Linked DNA regions of Sus scrofa: region 2 is linked to region 1. Evidence: chromatin contacts called from public HiChIP or PLAC-seq data. All regions are on one chromosome and are shown on one strand. Each heading gives the region's core, a stretch centred on a gene start, on an enhancer-like site or on the middle of the called end of the contact. The rest is flanking DNA. Distances are from core to core; before and after follow the strand shown. Region 1 overlaps CPA2 (carboxypeptidase A2). Region 2 has its middle 39 kb from the start of TMEM209.

Region 1 (7,492 bases), core at 3,128-5,627:
TGGTTTCAAAATTCTACAGAGCTTTAGGCAGCATTTCTTGAAGAGTGTCCCAGGGAACTAATGAAGTGGCCAAATAAATTTGGACCCCCAAAAAGTGGACATTCCCAAAATAAATTTGGGAATCAGAGGGTTAAACAAATTACAGAATTTCTAGGAATGTTCACTAAATTAATGTGCACTGTAAATCTATAAGAGGAGATATCTATGTGGCTGCAGCTCTCTTTTTTTACTTTTTTTTTTTTGATCATTGAACTCGCCCCACCTCTTATTTTTTTTTTTATGCTGAACAACCCAAAGGGCTACTACGCCTTAGAACACACACCAGGAAATATTAGCCCGCTGTATTACTTTTCCCAGTGCCTTCTCATTTTAAAGGAGGACTCCTGGGAGTCTGTGCATTAACCAAAAGGAATGAGACTCAAATGGAAGAATTTTCAGACCATCTGTGGCCGGTGGATACTGGGAGGCAGGAGAGCCTTGAAGAGCTCACTTGTGTATTCTGCAGGAGTTCACTGAAAATTGTGTGGTACTTTGTTTCAGATGATCGGGATTCTGGTCCTTTATTATGGCTCTTTGTACCAGTTCCTTCTCCACTGCACATACGGGCAGGGCAGTGACTAGGGAAGTCAGCCTACTCAGAGAAGGGGAGAGAGGAAAAACCGTTGCCATCAAGGAAGGGCTGCAAGAATCTAGCTCTACCACTCAACTTTTTTCTAAGAATGTGTATTTGCTTATTTTACAACTTCTCTTTGCTGCCAAGGTGTCTGTCCTTGATATCCTTTATTCCTCATTGTGTGTCTCTCTCTTTCACACACACACCCACCATGATTTATTGTCTTTAGCCATATCACAAATTTGGGCCACATGAATGGGATTTAGAGATGGAACTCTGATACACTTTAGTTAACAACAAAAACACCTTAGGTCTACCCAGATGTAAATTTAATTCTTTGAACACTTATAAGCACCAAATTAATTATTCTACTTTTTTTTTAGTTCTGGAAAGCAGGAACAGACAAGTTTTAAAAGCCAATGCTTTATGAGCAGCAGGTGTTGTTTGATAAATAATCATTAACTAAAGGAAAGGTAACTTTACTGCAAACTTCCTGCTAGAATTAGTTACAGCTTTTAATTATTACTTAGATAACATTTCCTTAGGGGAAGTAAAGCCGTTCTATTAACTGCTCATTCTGGGGGATGTGGGTCAGTACACTATTTATTAGTTTCTCAGTTGTCAAAGAGATTATTGACTGCTGCATTAACCTCTTATATGTAAAAACTAATAGGAGCAGAAGGCAGCAGGAAACAGTGTCTACGTTTTGTTTTCAAGGTCATGTCTGTGGTTAATATTCTTTACAGACCAAGTTCTTGAGATTATACCAGGGAATGAAGAACAAATAAAAAGTCTGGTGGAACTGGAGGCTGAAGAACATCTTCAGGCTTCTGTTTTCCAGAGTAGATACTCCCCTGTTAGACATGACGATTGAGGTCTCTTACTTTGCATTGTGCCTTGTCTTCTCTGATGAGATGTGTGGATTGCTAACTCATGGAGCTGGACCTCAGAAAATCTAGGCTGTAGGCCCAATTATGTGAAATCGGGCAAGTCACCTACTTCCCTGTGTCTCACTTTCTCAATATAGAGAGGATAAATACACCATTCTTCTATCTCACATGTGTTTTGTAAGAATGACAAGCAAAGTTGAATATGAAAGTTATTTTGAAAAATTGTTGAACACCTTTAATGCATTATTTTCCTCCTAAATAATTTAGAGTATTAATATTCTTGTTATGAAATGAATTGGATCACTTGAATGTCAGTTGTTTAAAAAAAAAACTGCCATAGTTTTAAATAATCTTTATCTTCTGCCAGTGTTAATACCTAACCATATGGGAAAAAACAATATAACACATATGCTGATGCTTGGATATTGAAAAACCCTTTTTGCAATATCATAATGATTCCACAGTGATTCTAGTCTTGAAGGCTTGCCGTAAAGTAGATAGGAACTGATTTCTTGACATCTGTCCATGTCTATTTTCCTGGAATGACCCAGCGATGCCTTGGCCTTTCACCCCTTTCAGCTTGATTTCTGGAAATCACCACCATCCCAGGAGAGACAACCCATGTCCAAGTTCCCTTTGTCAGCATCCAAGCAGTCAAAGGTTTCTTAGAGTCCCAGGGAATTGTTTATTCCATCATGATTGAAGATGTTCAGGTAATTATCCCACAGCCCCCTGTTCAGAGGCTTTCTGGTCCATATACAAAAAAGGTTCACCCTCTTTTACCTTTGGGTACCCTCTGCCAGGGAAGGGATCTGTGGGTGCCACTATGGCCTTCCTACGGTTTGGGCTTCCCTGCAGAGTGGGTAGGAGGGCTTGTCCCTCTTTTTCGGCATTTGGCACAAAAGGGATACGGTGATAAAAAAATGTAATGGAAAGGGCAAAGAGAGTATCTGACATGAATAAAAGTACAAACTGAAGGGTGTTAGTAAAAGTGGGTAAAACTAAGATACTATTCACTTAGTTTTTAATTGGAGGTTACCTCAGACCCTGGGTTCTCAGAGAGGGAGAATGAGCCATAAGACAACCACAGGACTGACTGTCATCCTATATTTGCAGCATCCGGCTAGATTAGAGTCCCACTAATGCCCCATCTCCTTTCAGGGTGCTGCAGAATAAGTGAAAGGTATGACCCCAAAGTCTTTGGGACAAGAAGAAGAATGCTTGGGACTGGACACGTGAATGTCACCATTTCCTTCATGATTGCAGATTCAAATGCATGGCCATAAACTAATCACATGGATGATTGATTTATCCTAGGTTCTGCTGGACAAGGAGTATGAAGAAATGTTAATCAGAGAATGGAATGGTAACTTCAACTTTGAGGCTTATCTTATCTTGGAAGAGGTAGGTGTTTCAAAATGAACATCAGAGAAATGGGCCATACTCTCCTCTGATTCCAAGGCCTATACTTCCACTTGCTGATTTAGTGGAAATTACTGTCATATTATTTCCAAACTTTTCCAAGTTCTCCTAGGATTTCACAACCAATATCTGTGCCACTGCCTTAAGGCAGGATCTAAAGTCCATCTTCCCATCCAGCAGCCACCCCATTATTTGGAACTGTCCAGGAGGGGTTAAGTGAGCACAAAACAGCCTCTCCCTCGCTCCTCTCAAGGCCCCCCTTGCTGATTTCTTACCTGCGCCACCCGTAAAGCCATTTGAGAGCTGTGCTTCATGGCTGCCATTGATGATGGAATCAGGGAACACCCTGATAACCTCTTACTTCCAGCCAAGGGGGGGGGGTTGTCTCCCAACCTGGCAAATGCTCCTAGATGTCATGGCACTAAAGTCTTATGCAGTCTCTCTGCTGTCTTTCCCCAGTTTTGGTGTAAAGAATGCCCCCTTCCTTCTCCTGGGTCACCAGGATAGTGCTGTGCTTGCCTCTTTGTGACACAGAAGTTTTCTTGGGACCCACAGTGGTCTACATGCACTGATTTGGAGGGGAGATTGGAGGGGAGGGGCTAAGGAGATGGGGCTTGGAAAATTAAGGGGAGAGATGGAGGAGTGGAAAGAGCCAGAGAGGAGATATTTAGTAGGTACTGATTACCCAAATCGGCAATTCTAAAGTGCAAAGAACTCTGAAAACAAAATTTGGTGGCAAACCTTGCTCTGACCTAAACTCATTTAGGGGCAAAATCTGACCAGAATTTACTTGCTACTCATTTGTTTCACTGCCAGAAATATTAACATGCTTCAATTAGGAGCACTGCCACATGTGTAAAATACAATGTATCTTCCTACCTTCCTAAATTTGCAAAAAAGAAGAAAAAAATTTTTTTTTTTAAAAATTTGAGCTATGTATGGCCCCTAAAGGTTTCAAATTAGGGATTCTGGACCAGTACAGAGAGTCAGGGAGAAAAAGGAAGTGAAGGAAACAAGATGCTCTCTCTGCTTTGCCTGGCTTCACAAATTGCTGTCTGTGTCCCACGGAGAGCAAGGCTGACAACAGCTGGAGGAGCACTTTTCATGCTGGTCATTCTCCACACACGCCCAGACGTGTCTCCACCCCAGCAGTGGGCACAGCTTGGGTGCCCCAGCTGCAGAGAATTGCAATCAGCCCTGAAAATAGGAGCCGGAATAGCTGGTGGCAGAAGTGCCTGAGGCAGCACTGCATTGTCCCAGCCTGAACCAGCACAGCTGTTTTGCAGCGCCTGCCTCTAAATCCACTTTTTTTTTTTTCTTTTTTTGGTGCCACTACAATTTGTGTTCCTCTGCTAGTGAATGCAGGAAGCTTTCTGGCTGGGGAAGTTCCACCTCAGGACTGGGCTGAGGCAAACCACGGGCAAACCAGAGCAGTGCCATTTTGTGTGAAGCATAAAACTGGAAAGAACCAGCTCTGCTGTAGCAAAATGGCTTCCCCTTTTCCAGCCCCTGCAGATGCCCAGTGATCATCTCTTAAAAGCTCTAATTCCAGCATCCCCAGTCCCACAGCATTTGCCACGCTGTCCTCTCCATCCCCAAGGGGATGGAAATGGAGGAGAGAGAAAAGTCACTAACGGATGCATCAGATTATTTATTTGCAAATGTCTATTTCATCTTAAACATTTCAGATTTTCCAAGAAATGAATAACCTAATTACGGACCACCCTGGTCTAGAGAGCAAAGTGAACATTGGCTATGCTTTTGAAAACTGGTCCATAAATGTGTTCAAGGTACACAGGTGCAGTGGTGATTTTTCCTCTAGACGCTTCTAGAATTCCGCTCCTCCCAAGCGGGCGGTTTGTCCCGGCTCTGCCTGCGGAGCTGTTCCTCCCTCCCCCCACCCCAACCGGTCCTTGCTGGTTTTGAGTATCCGCCCCCACCCCAAAACCCCCAGCCCCCTTTCTTTTGCTTTTTCTCTTAACTGCGCAAGCTGACGCAGGTCTGCGGGAGTGAATTAAGGCTCTCATCTTGATAGATTTGCTCACAGGGAAACAGAGGAATTTTCGCCAATAGGAACAGAGGAAGGGGAGGTGGTGTGGGCCCCAGGGTGAGCGGGGGATGGGGTATTCTGTAATTAATCAAGGTAGGAGTTATGTGCTTTGTTTTTCTTTCTTTTCCTCTTTTCTTTCCTCTTTTCCCCCTTTAAAAGGCAGGGTTTTTTTTTTTTTTCCTTTTTTCTTTTTTTCCTTAAAGAAATGCTCCAAGTATTTGCTGGAGCCGCATTTAAAACCATGAGTTCTCGAGATTTGCAGGATGAAGGCCAACTAATCGGCAAAGGCGAATGCTCAGAAACGCAGGCTTTTTTTTTTTTTAAGGTGCTAGTTTGTAAAGGTTATGGTTTTACTCCAACCTGTAACCTCTGACAGCAGTCTTAGCGCTGATAATTTCAAGCTTTTTAAACCTTGCTTTGAGAAAGAGTGAAAATTATTTCCTCAGATTTCCTAGAAAGAGTTTAAGGGAAAAAAAAAAAGATAATGTCACAACTCTTTGCTAAATTTGGAAATGTTATGGCTGAGCGCCAGCGGACTCACTGGGACAGATGGATTTCTCCAGAGCAGTTCCCTCAAAGCAGGCTTGCGAGGAGTGGTGTGCCTACATTGTGACACCGTGGCACATGTGCTCATATTTACTACCTTCTTTTCTTTTTATTTCCTTTCCCCTATTTCTTATACAACTGGGTCAGGAAACCCCAAATTCTCCTCCTGCTTGGATTTTCCTGGCCTTTCCTTTTCCCAGGTGGTTTGGTGGTTTGTGGTTGAGAATGTTGTTTTCCAAAGTTCACCACTTTTTATTTTGAAGCTCTTTGAAGGAAAAAGAACAAAACACTTTAAAACTGTCAAAACGTGTGAAAAGTAATTTTTAGCAAGGATTTGCATTTCTCATTTACCTTATCTGTGATGTTTAGAGTGCTGCACAAAGATAGAAGTTGATGGTGCAAAAATAATCTTTTCCTCCTCATTTACTGATCCAATTGGCAAAGCTGCTGTTCCAAATAAAACTAAGTCACTTAGATCATAAAATTTAAACTCTGGAAAGCACCCCCAAAGCCTGCCATCCTGATTTTATAAAGGACTCAATAGGTTATCACAAGAATTTTTATTACAAAAATAACACAATCATTGCAAAAAAATGAAAAAAATCCCTGTTTTACCAACTCTACAACTACAGGATGATAGCTATTAACATTCTGTTGTATATCTATTTCTCCTTCTTTTTTCTTTTTTCATCACCTTTCCCTTTTTCTCCTGTGTGGGTGTATGCGCGCACGCGCACACACACACACAACACAAGCTAGCCTTTTAAAAAATAAAAATGCCGTCATACTATTCTGTAATCTGTTTTTAAAAATTTACATGTGATGAACATATTTTCATGTCATCGCATTATCCACAATGTTTTTTTTACAAACATCAAAGGATGCCTCTCATGTAAGTGCATTTAAGTTCCCATTAAAAGAAGGGGACCAAAAAAACCCCAAAAAACCTTTAAATGAGAAGAGTTAATCAACAGCACCAGTGGCTACACCTTCTCCCTCTCCCCTATATCTAGTACAAAAAGAGGAACCAACAAGGGGTCCTCGGTGGTGGAACGGTTTGCATTTCCACTCTTGTTTTGCAGTTCAGCACCGGAGGAGACAAGCCGGCCATCTGGCTAGATGCTGCGATCCATGCCCGTGAGTGGGTTACACAAGCTACTGCGCTGTGGATCTCAAATAAGGTCGTTTTGCCTGGAATTTCCTGATTTGTCTTTCTGGGGTCAGGCCCCACCTAACTTGACAACAGTCTCTGTGGTCCTAATGGTTGATGCTCTCATTCCCAAGCCCTGTCACACAGGCAGGAAACAGACCCATTCAAAGCCTTTTTTGGTCTTGCCCCACCAAGTACCCTAGCATACACCCCCTCCAACCCCCTACCCTGCTGGCCATTGTGAGCTCTGTTAAAAGATAGTAAGAGTTAGAAGAGATTGAGAGGGTGGCAAGTAAGGACCCCAGGAGTCAGATTTCAGCATGAGAATGGACTAGGGAAAAATTGCTTTGCTGCCTGGAGCTCTGAGAGCTGTAGCATGATGTACTAGAAATCTATAAAATCACAAAAGGGCTTCAAGATATAAATATAAACAGGTATTAGAATAGTTTACTTTGACCTGCAGATCCAAAGTGGAACTTGTTAAGGGTTCTGGGGTGCTTCTGAAAATTTTCCATATCTGATTTTGAAGTTAAGGTGTAGCAATATCTCCCTTCCAACATGTTCATTGGAATTAGAGTCAAGATACCACGCTGGGTGTGACCTAGGCTGGTATTTCTTAAGTAATTCAAAAATGACATGCTATAAATCAGAATGTTAATTCATGAGCAAAGGAAATCAATCCACATCAGATCATTCAAGCATGTGCAACCACGTGCATACTGGCTGATAGATTTTTCCCTTCAATTAAAATGCGGTTACCTTTAGGGTATTATGAAATGGATATTTAACAGTTGAATAATAATGCCTTAGGATGGCTGAGC
Region 2 (7,492 bases), core at 2,007-4,506, 81 kb before region 1:
TGATATTTTAGATATAGGCTGTTTCGGGGCACAGCTTTTTTTTGATTTGGGTAAACTTGGATCCTACAGTGTTGCAATCACTCACTCTTCCCCAGGAGGGAAGTCAAGCCCAGATGGTGCGCTCCGTTTCCCATGCACTCTGGCAAGGTCACGGGAAGGGCCAGCTGGCAGCTTTCTTGTTATTGTAGAGTTATTTTATTCTTTAGCGTTCTCCTGATTAAAGTCCTTACATCTCAAGAGACCAGATGGAAGCCAAGTAATATAGCCTTTTGGTTTCTTTTTAATGAGATCAGGATTGGAAGAGAACCGGGACTGGACAGAGATGGAGAAGCCACTGCTGGGTGCCCTGGGGCTCTTCACCCAGAGAGCTTGGTGAGCCATGAATTACTTTCATCCTCTTCCCTGCAGGGAGTGTTGTCAATCCTTCTTTTCTAGAAAGCTCTCATAATGGTTTCTATAGAATTTGTGCTTCACAGGCTTCAATTAAAGTTCGACTCAGCTTGGGGAGTGGGAAGCTAAGAGGTCTGTCAAGACATTTGAACCTGAAAGCCTCTAATTCCTCTTGCTCCACCTGGGGGCTGCTTGGCATATAAGCATAGAGGGGGCCATTGAGGATGTGCTCCCTGGGGACTAATGGTGGGGTCCAGCTTCAGGTCCTGCTCCCCACAGAAGAGTCTCAAGCAGCCCACCAGCAGCAGGGCACTCCCAGTCCTGTGTCCACCCAACACAGTTCTCAACTGAATTGATGCCTGACACAGGACAGGCACCTGCTGTGCTGCCTCAGCTGCACCACATCTGCTCTGGGGCTGTCAGGAGTTGCCTCATTCCCTCGTTCATCTAATGAAGAGATGGGGGTGGGGGTGGGGATGGGGGTGGGGCAGGCCAGGTGTGGCTGCTGAGGAGGCTGCGCAGGGAAGAGGACTTTGCAGGGAAGGGTCTGCCAACTCCAGTAACTCCCAGTGGCCTCTAGAGTCTCTAGTTCTAAGCTGTCACCATTTTATATCACAAACGGTTTAGCACCAGCTGTGTAGAGAACCCCACATTAGACCCCGGAGAGGAAAAAGGAAACAAAAGAGACAGCAAAGTGTCTGTGCTCAGGAATATTCTAAAATGGTCAAGAAACAAATCTACCCACCAAAGGAATTGAGAACACAACCAACCCAGGGGCATGGCTTCATTTATGACACTGGGAGGTGTCAAAAAATGAAGTCTAAGAAGCTAGTAAGAGCTTCTTCATTTATGACACCAGGAGGCTTTCGAAAAATGAAGCCCAAGAAGCTAGTAAGAGGTAACATTAAAAGTTGAAGAACAGAAGTTCCCTTTATGGCTCAACGGAAATGAATCCAACTAGGAACCATGAGGTGACAGGTTCATCCCTGGCCTCACTCAGTGGGGTTAAGGATCCCGCGTTGCCTTGAGCTGTGGTGTAGGTCGCAGACAAGGCTCAGATCTTGAGTTGCTGTGGGTGTGGTGTAGCTCCTAGCAGACCCCTGGCCTGGAAGCCTCCATATGCCCCTGGTGCGGCCCTAAAAAGCAAAATGGAAAAGGTTCTGCCGTATCTGCTGTGAACCACGCTTTTTTTCCTCCTCCTTTTAGGCCAGCCCCCAGGCACACGGAGTTCCAGGCCAGGGATCAGATCCAAGCCGCAACTGCCATAACTCCAGATCCTTTAATCCACCCTGCTCCGCCAGGATGGAACCCGCGTCCTGGCTCTGCAGAGACGCCCCGCCGTGGGAACTCCCAAAGCACACTTCGAGAATCACTCTATAAGGAACACAAACCGAGGCCCTTCCCGGTAACAGTCTCTGGGAGGGAACGTTAACTGGGGGGGGTTAGGGTTCTACGGTGTAAGCCTCCTCCCCGGGGGGCACCGTCACCCCACGGCTGCCCCCACACCGCACACAACGCACAGTCACGTAATCCGCACCCAACACAGCCCACCCAACACCCGAGCCATCCACCTCACAAAAAACACACCCCACCCTCCACCCTGCACTCGCTCGCCCAGCCCACAAAGATACGAGGGGCCATTCACCCCTGTCTCAGGCCTATAATCTGTGACGCACGGCAGGGTGAGCTGGCCGCCCGCGCGGTGACGCAGGTGACAGGCTCGCTCTGCTGGCTTTGGCCTTTAGAGACAACGTGCGTCACCGCCTCACGACGAGCCGAGCCGGGGCTGCGCGGGCAGGTGAGGCCCGGCGGCTGCTGTTCCCTCCCCAGCTCGGCCGCTGAAGAGCCTCTTACCTCAGCGCGGCTGTGCTGATCTCATTCGCAGACGCAGAACATGGAGACGGGGGCGGAAAGCGCTGGGAAGGTGGACGCAGCGAGGCCCTGGGTCTCGGAAGTGCCCATAGCTCCGCGGAGGGACGCGGGGGGGCGAGAGGACCCTGAAGGCCCTGTGCAGGGTCAGGCGGGGGACAGAGGCCCGGCACGGGCCTGCCCCTGGCCGGTCCCAGGGCTGAAGAGGGCGCCTGCCCCCGCCCTCCATCCCCCTCCTCAGCTGGGGCAGAGAAATTTCTGGCAGGAGAAAGACAAGCAGGGGGGACCACCACGGAGTATGAAAAGCTCCCTCGTCCTCGGGAGTCGCGGGCACAGCTGTGGAAACGCTAACATCTGGCGTGTGGCCCCCGAGTAACCTCCTGGATCCCGGGAGGAGCTGGTGCTTGATTAACGCCTGGCCGGGAGGGCAGGTTAGAGGCCATGGCTGCCCTTCCTCGCTCCCCCTGCCCGGACCAGGCAGAGCGACAGCCCGCCTAGGGGTAGAATTTGGGCACAGAGGCTCCCCGGGCCGAGCTGGGCCTCCTGCAGCTGCAGAGGAGCGCGGCTGAGTTTCTGACCCCAGCCTGGGGCCTCCCCGCTCCGCCTCCCCTTCCCCCTCCCCCTCCGCTCCGAGGAGCTCCGGGACCACCGGGGCCTGGGGGCAGCAGGGAGGGGCTGTCGGCTCTGAATGGGATCTTCTAGAAATGGGGCCACAGAATGTTAGTCTTCCAGGTCTGTGGGGACCCAGGAGCCTGCGGGATGAGGGGCCCGACGGCTTGGGAAGCCACTGGCAGGTCTCCAGCTTATGGTAGGGGAGGCAAAACAGATGGGTTTCTTTTGCCCACACTCGCCAGGGCACCAGAAAACTCGTGGTCACCAGCCTAGGAGTCGTGGGCAGGCAGGACAGCCCGTGGTGCTGTGGCCGTGACCACCAGAGCCTCAGGGCGCGTCACGCAGGGGTGTCCTTTCCTTCCCGGAAGGGCACAGGCTTGGTCTTCCGCGAGGGCGGGGCTGCGGGGGCTGGAAGTAAGTCTGCTTCCCTCAGGCTCTTCAGAAGCCCCAGGTCCTCAGTGTGCGGTGCGGGAGAGGAAGAGGGACGGGAAAGGCGAGGGACTGAGGGCTGGAGGGTATCGGGCCTGCTCCGAAGGTAGCTGAGGCCAGCGGGGCCAGGGGCAGAGACACCAGCGGATTCTGGACTCCAGCCAGGAGCAGGTGGCCATCAGACCCCAGGCTTCCCGTCCCACCCCTTGAGGCCCCTGCAGGAAGCCTGGCACCTTTCCCGGCGCCAGCTGTGTAGCCTGGCACCAAGTCTGCACCCAGGAGAGCCCGCAGCCGGCGCTCTGCCCAAGGGACTGGATGCCTGACTCACTCCGTGCTTGCTAATCACTCCCCTCTCCGCCGTCTGGCATGGTGTCTCACACGGGCTTCTTTCCCCTGGAGAAAAGCGTGCCCATCTGACACCTCTGCCTGCCTGCTAACCATGACACATTCATCTGTCCTTGCCACTGCCTCTGCTCCGTGCAGCCCCCACGCCGCCCTCTCCTGCCTGCTGCCTCCTGCTCCAACCTCTGCCAGGATGACTGTGGGTGTGTCCATCCCCCACCCGGGCCAGCGTCTGCACCTGGCAGGCAGGCTGTGTCCAGCAGCCCACCTGTAACCTCTCTGCTTACCTCTACCGCAAATGGCACACACCCACTGCCTGGAGGAGTCTGAGAAGGGAGCATCAAAGCTCAGGGGCCAAGCCCTTCTTTCTCAGGCCACCACTCAGCTTTTCCATGACCAGTGGCACTTTTCCTAAAGGGAGCCAAGAACAGGGTGACTTCTGGTTTTGTCTCTGCTTTGCCCAGAGACCAGAGGAAGAGTCCAGCCCGAGTAGGCAGTGGGAGGTCCTGAGACTGTCCAGGATACTGGTGACCTGGCACCACAGAGCCAGCCTGATGGGGAAAATGACCCTGTCCTGTAGTGCTGCTAGGGCTCCCTGGGGACACAGTCCCCAGGCCAGACCTCTAGAGTGGGTTCTGGTACACAGCACCAAGCTGGACTCTGGGTACTCACAGACCCTTTCTGGGCTTCTGTGTCTTCTGTAAAATGAGACAATCCATCTGTTTGATCCCCAAGACACATCCACATTTTCTGAGCCTGACAAGGAAAAAAATCTCACCTAAAAGCTGAAGTAGGTTGAAAAGTCAACATTACTTGCCTGTGGGTTTCACAATATGTAACAGCTTCCTTCTTTTTTATTTTCAGGCTAAATATGGAATCGGCCTCATAGGCCTGTGACCTGGACAATCATACAGAACCCCATGCCTAGAAGGGGCCTGGGCTGGGTTTAATGATCTGCTGTGGCTGTCTTAAAAATCTTGATAGGAGTTCCTGCTGTGGAGCAGTGGATTAAAGTGCCCGGCTTTGCCGAAGCTGTAGCTTGGATTCAATCCCTGGCCTGAGAACTTCCATGTGTTCTGGGTGTGGGGCTATTAAACAAACAAACAAACAAACAAAAACAAAAAACCAACCAACAAACAAAAGTCTTGATAATTTTTTTTTGACCTTGCCTGTGGCATGTGGAAGTTCCTGGGCCAGGGATCAAAGCCCTGCCACAGCAGTGACCGGAGAGGTCTTGATAATTTTTGAACTAGGGACCCACATTTTCATTTTGTACTGCATCCTGCAAATATGAAGCTGGTGCTGGCTAAAAATACCCAGAATGTTGGTCAAGAAGCAGCAGCATGGTTGTGTCTGGCCTTTGCTCTATAGAATTTTGGCATCTAGAATACAGAAATGTTGAACACACCCTCATTTTTGAGTGCCTGGGGAAGGGGAAGAGGGTGAGCCGATTAAGGAAGTACTTGGTGAGAGTTAAATCGTTCAAGGCGACTTGGAGTCCCATATCCACAGTACTGTCCTTGGAGTCAGGCACAAGCCAGGGCTCTGCAATTGGTTCAGACATCTACTGCAGGGGAAGATGACTCCTGTCACCTAATCTCCATCCTCTGCTTCTCCCTGTAGTGCTAGGATTATTAGCTGGTCATGGCCCCCAAGACAACTTTCCCCAGATTCCTTTGCAGTTAGTTGTGTCTGTGTCATCATGTGATGAAGAGCTGGCCAATGGGCTATACCTGCAAGTGTTTGCTACCACTCAGTTGGTGTGTGCCCTTTTTTCTGAGTTGGATTTTTGATCCATAACATAGTAGAAGTTTTACACCTTTAGAATAGGATCTGAAAGAGAAAAATATATGCTTAGTTGTTATCATTTCATAATAGAAATTTAAGAGTGAATTGGCACATAGGTACCCTTTAATGTTTAGTTCTTCAAACAGGAAGCTGCAAATAGCATCCCATCTCCAAAAGGGATACTGTTGGGGGGAGCAGTAAAATGATAGGTAGGTGTAATGAAGAAGCAACTGAGGGATGGGGGTTGGCGAGTGAGTGACAGGGGTGTTGTTTGAAGGGTGGCACGAAAAGCTCCGAGGAGGCAATGTTTGAGCAGAGGGCTTAGTGAAGACAGCAAGGAGCTGTTACGGAGAGCTGGGGGAAGAACATCCAGCGAAGAGGGAGACAGTCAAATTGTTTTGCCAAAAGTGTGGATCTCTTACTCAAGATTCAGACTATGTGTTGTCATCTCCATCTGGATGTCCCAACAGCAGCTCAAACTCAATGTGTTTTAAAAATTTCTTTCTGCTCCAAACCAGTTCCTTTTCCTCTTCTGTTATCAGTGCCACTAGCTTCATATCTTCATAATGGCCAAAATTGAAATATTAGAGTTGTGTGCACCAAGTTACCAGTTGTGACCATTTTTCTTCTACAGAGGCTCTCCAGTCTCCTCTGCCAAGCCCTGGATCACGCAGCAGTCTCCTCATGGGTCTCCCTGGCTGCCCCTGCTCCAGCTTCTGTCCATCTTCAGGGCTGTGGTCAGAGTCATCAAGCTCCGCTTGGATTTTTTCCTGCTCAAAAAGCTTTAGAGTCTCGTTAAATGAAGTCTGCAACCCTCAGCTCAGTAGCTAAGGTCCACCTTTCCTTCTGGTCCCATCTTCCCATGTTCTTCTAAATACATCCCGGTTTGGATTCTTTGCAGTTTTCCAATGACAGCTCTTCCTCTCCTGTCTTCATGCCTTGATTCCTGCTGCTTCCTTCTCTTACTGAAATTCGACTACTCCTTCAGCAGAGTTTTCTCATCCTTTGACCTATAAAATCCTATTTGCATCTTTTTTTTTTTGTTTCTGGAACTTTTCAATCATTAGAGGATTTTAACATTGAAAAAAGTTGAAAATGGAAAAGCAATCATCCATTTTCCTATTTCAACAAATGAGTTCACATTTGGCTATTTTTTTCTAGTCCTTGGCAATCTGCATGCATATTTTTACATAATTGTAATCAGAGTAGACACATACCTTTGATTTGTTTTCATCTCCATCCAACATTTTCCCCATCTTTCCATATAGTCTTTTCAAAATTATAGTTTTAAAAAGAGGTCAAAGTAAGTCTCTAAGTGTCTCATTCAAGGATATAACTCACGGAGTTCATGTACTATAGTTTATCAGACCATCTATCATTGAACATTTGATGAGTTTTGTGATAGTCCAGCTAATAACTAGAAGTTGTTTGAGAGAAAAAAGGATATCCTAAGCCTTCTCTGTATTCCTAGCACCTAGCAAACTACTTCAATCAATCCTTTTGGACGGATGAATAAGTGAACAAACACACACAATGAACATCCTTAGACATAAGTTTTCTGTTGAATATTTTCCTAGCCAGAGAACTACAAAGCATTAATATTTTATATTGGAATATTAATATTTTAATATAAAATCAATATTTTAGGGGCTTTGCACGTTGTGGTGGATTTTTTCAAAAGTGGCCACATCGATATATGTCCCATCGCATGTTGTGATGTGGGACATCCCTCTACTGAGAGATGGGGTCTGTGTTCTCTCCCTTTGAAATTGGTGAGGTCTTCACAGTTGTCTTTTTCAGCGGGGATGGAGTGGGGCTGCTGTGCCTATGGCATGTAAAAGTTCCAGAGCCAGGGATCAAATTCACACCACAGCAGTGATCCAAGCCACAGTCCTTAACCCTCTAGGCCACTGGGGAACTCCTCCTTATAGTTGTCTTGATCAACAGGATGCAGCAGAAGACACATGGAACTTTCAAGCCCAGGTTATAAAAGGTAATATACTCTGTCTCCACCTCCTCCTTTTTCTCAAGATACTGCCCTTGGGATTCAGCCACTTCCTTA

What was found. HiChIP or PLAC-seq counts read pairs in DNA pulled down with a chosen protein or histone mark.
Region 2: a contact with region 1 is called in an H3K27ac HiChIP or PLAC-seq map of skeletal muscle. The contact joins two enhancer-like sites. A contact is called at or near these places in 1 of 5 promoter capture datasets (liver), 1 of 47 Hi-C or Micro-C datasets (fetal skeletal muscle) and 1 of 2 datasets of contacts at active chromatin or transcription factors (skeletal muscle).

The regions. Positions count from the first base shown.
Region 1 is chr18:18,570,731-18,578,222 of Sscrofa11.1, reverse strand. It overlaps CPA2 (carboxypeptidase A2), which reads left to right. Exons shown (of 14, transcript XM_021078736.1): 4 at 1,360-1,439; 5 at 2,083-2,101; 6 at 2,104-2,216; 7 at 2,821-2,907; 8 at 4,614-4,715; 9 at 6,604-6,702. Among named protein-coding and RNA genes, the nearest start is that of CPA2, 7.5 kb to the left of the region's middle. Within about 2 kb of position 4,377, at least 22 of the 83 cell types and tissues checked have an H3K27ac peak or open chromatin away from gene starts, as enhancers often do. A contact at or near this core is called in fetal skeletal muscle and skeletal muscle, where this site is marked.
Region 2 is chr18:18,650,530-18,658,021 of Sscrofa11.1, reverse strand. No RefSeq gene overlaps it. Among named protein-coding and RNA genes, the nearest start is that of TMEM209, 39 kb to the right of the region's middle. Within about 2 kb of position 3,256, at least 56 of the 83 cell types and tissues checked have an H3K27ac peak or open chromatin away from gene starts, as enhancers often do. A contact at or near this core is called in fetal skeletal muscle and skeletal muscle, where this site is marked.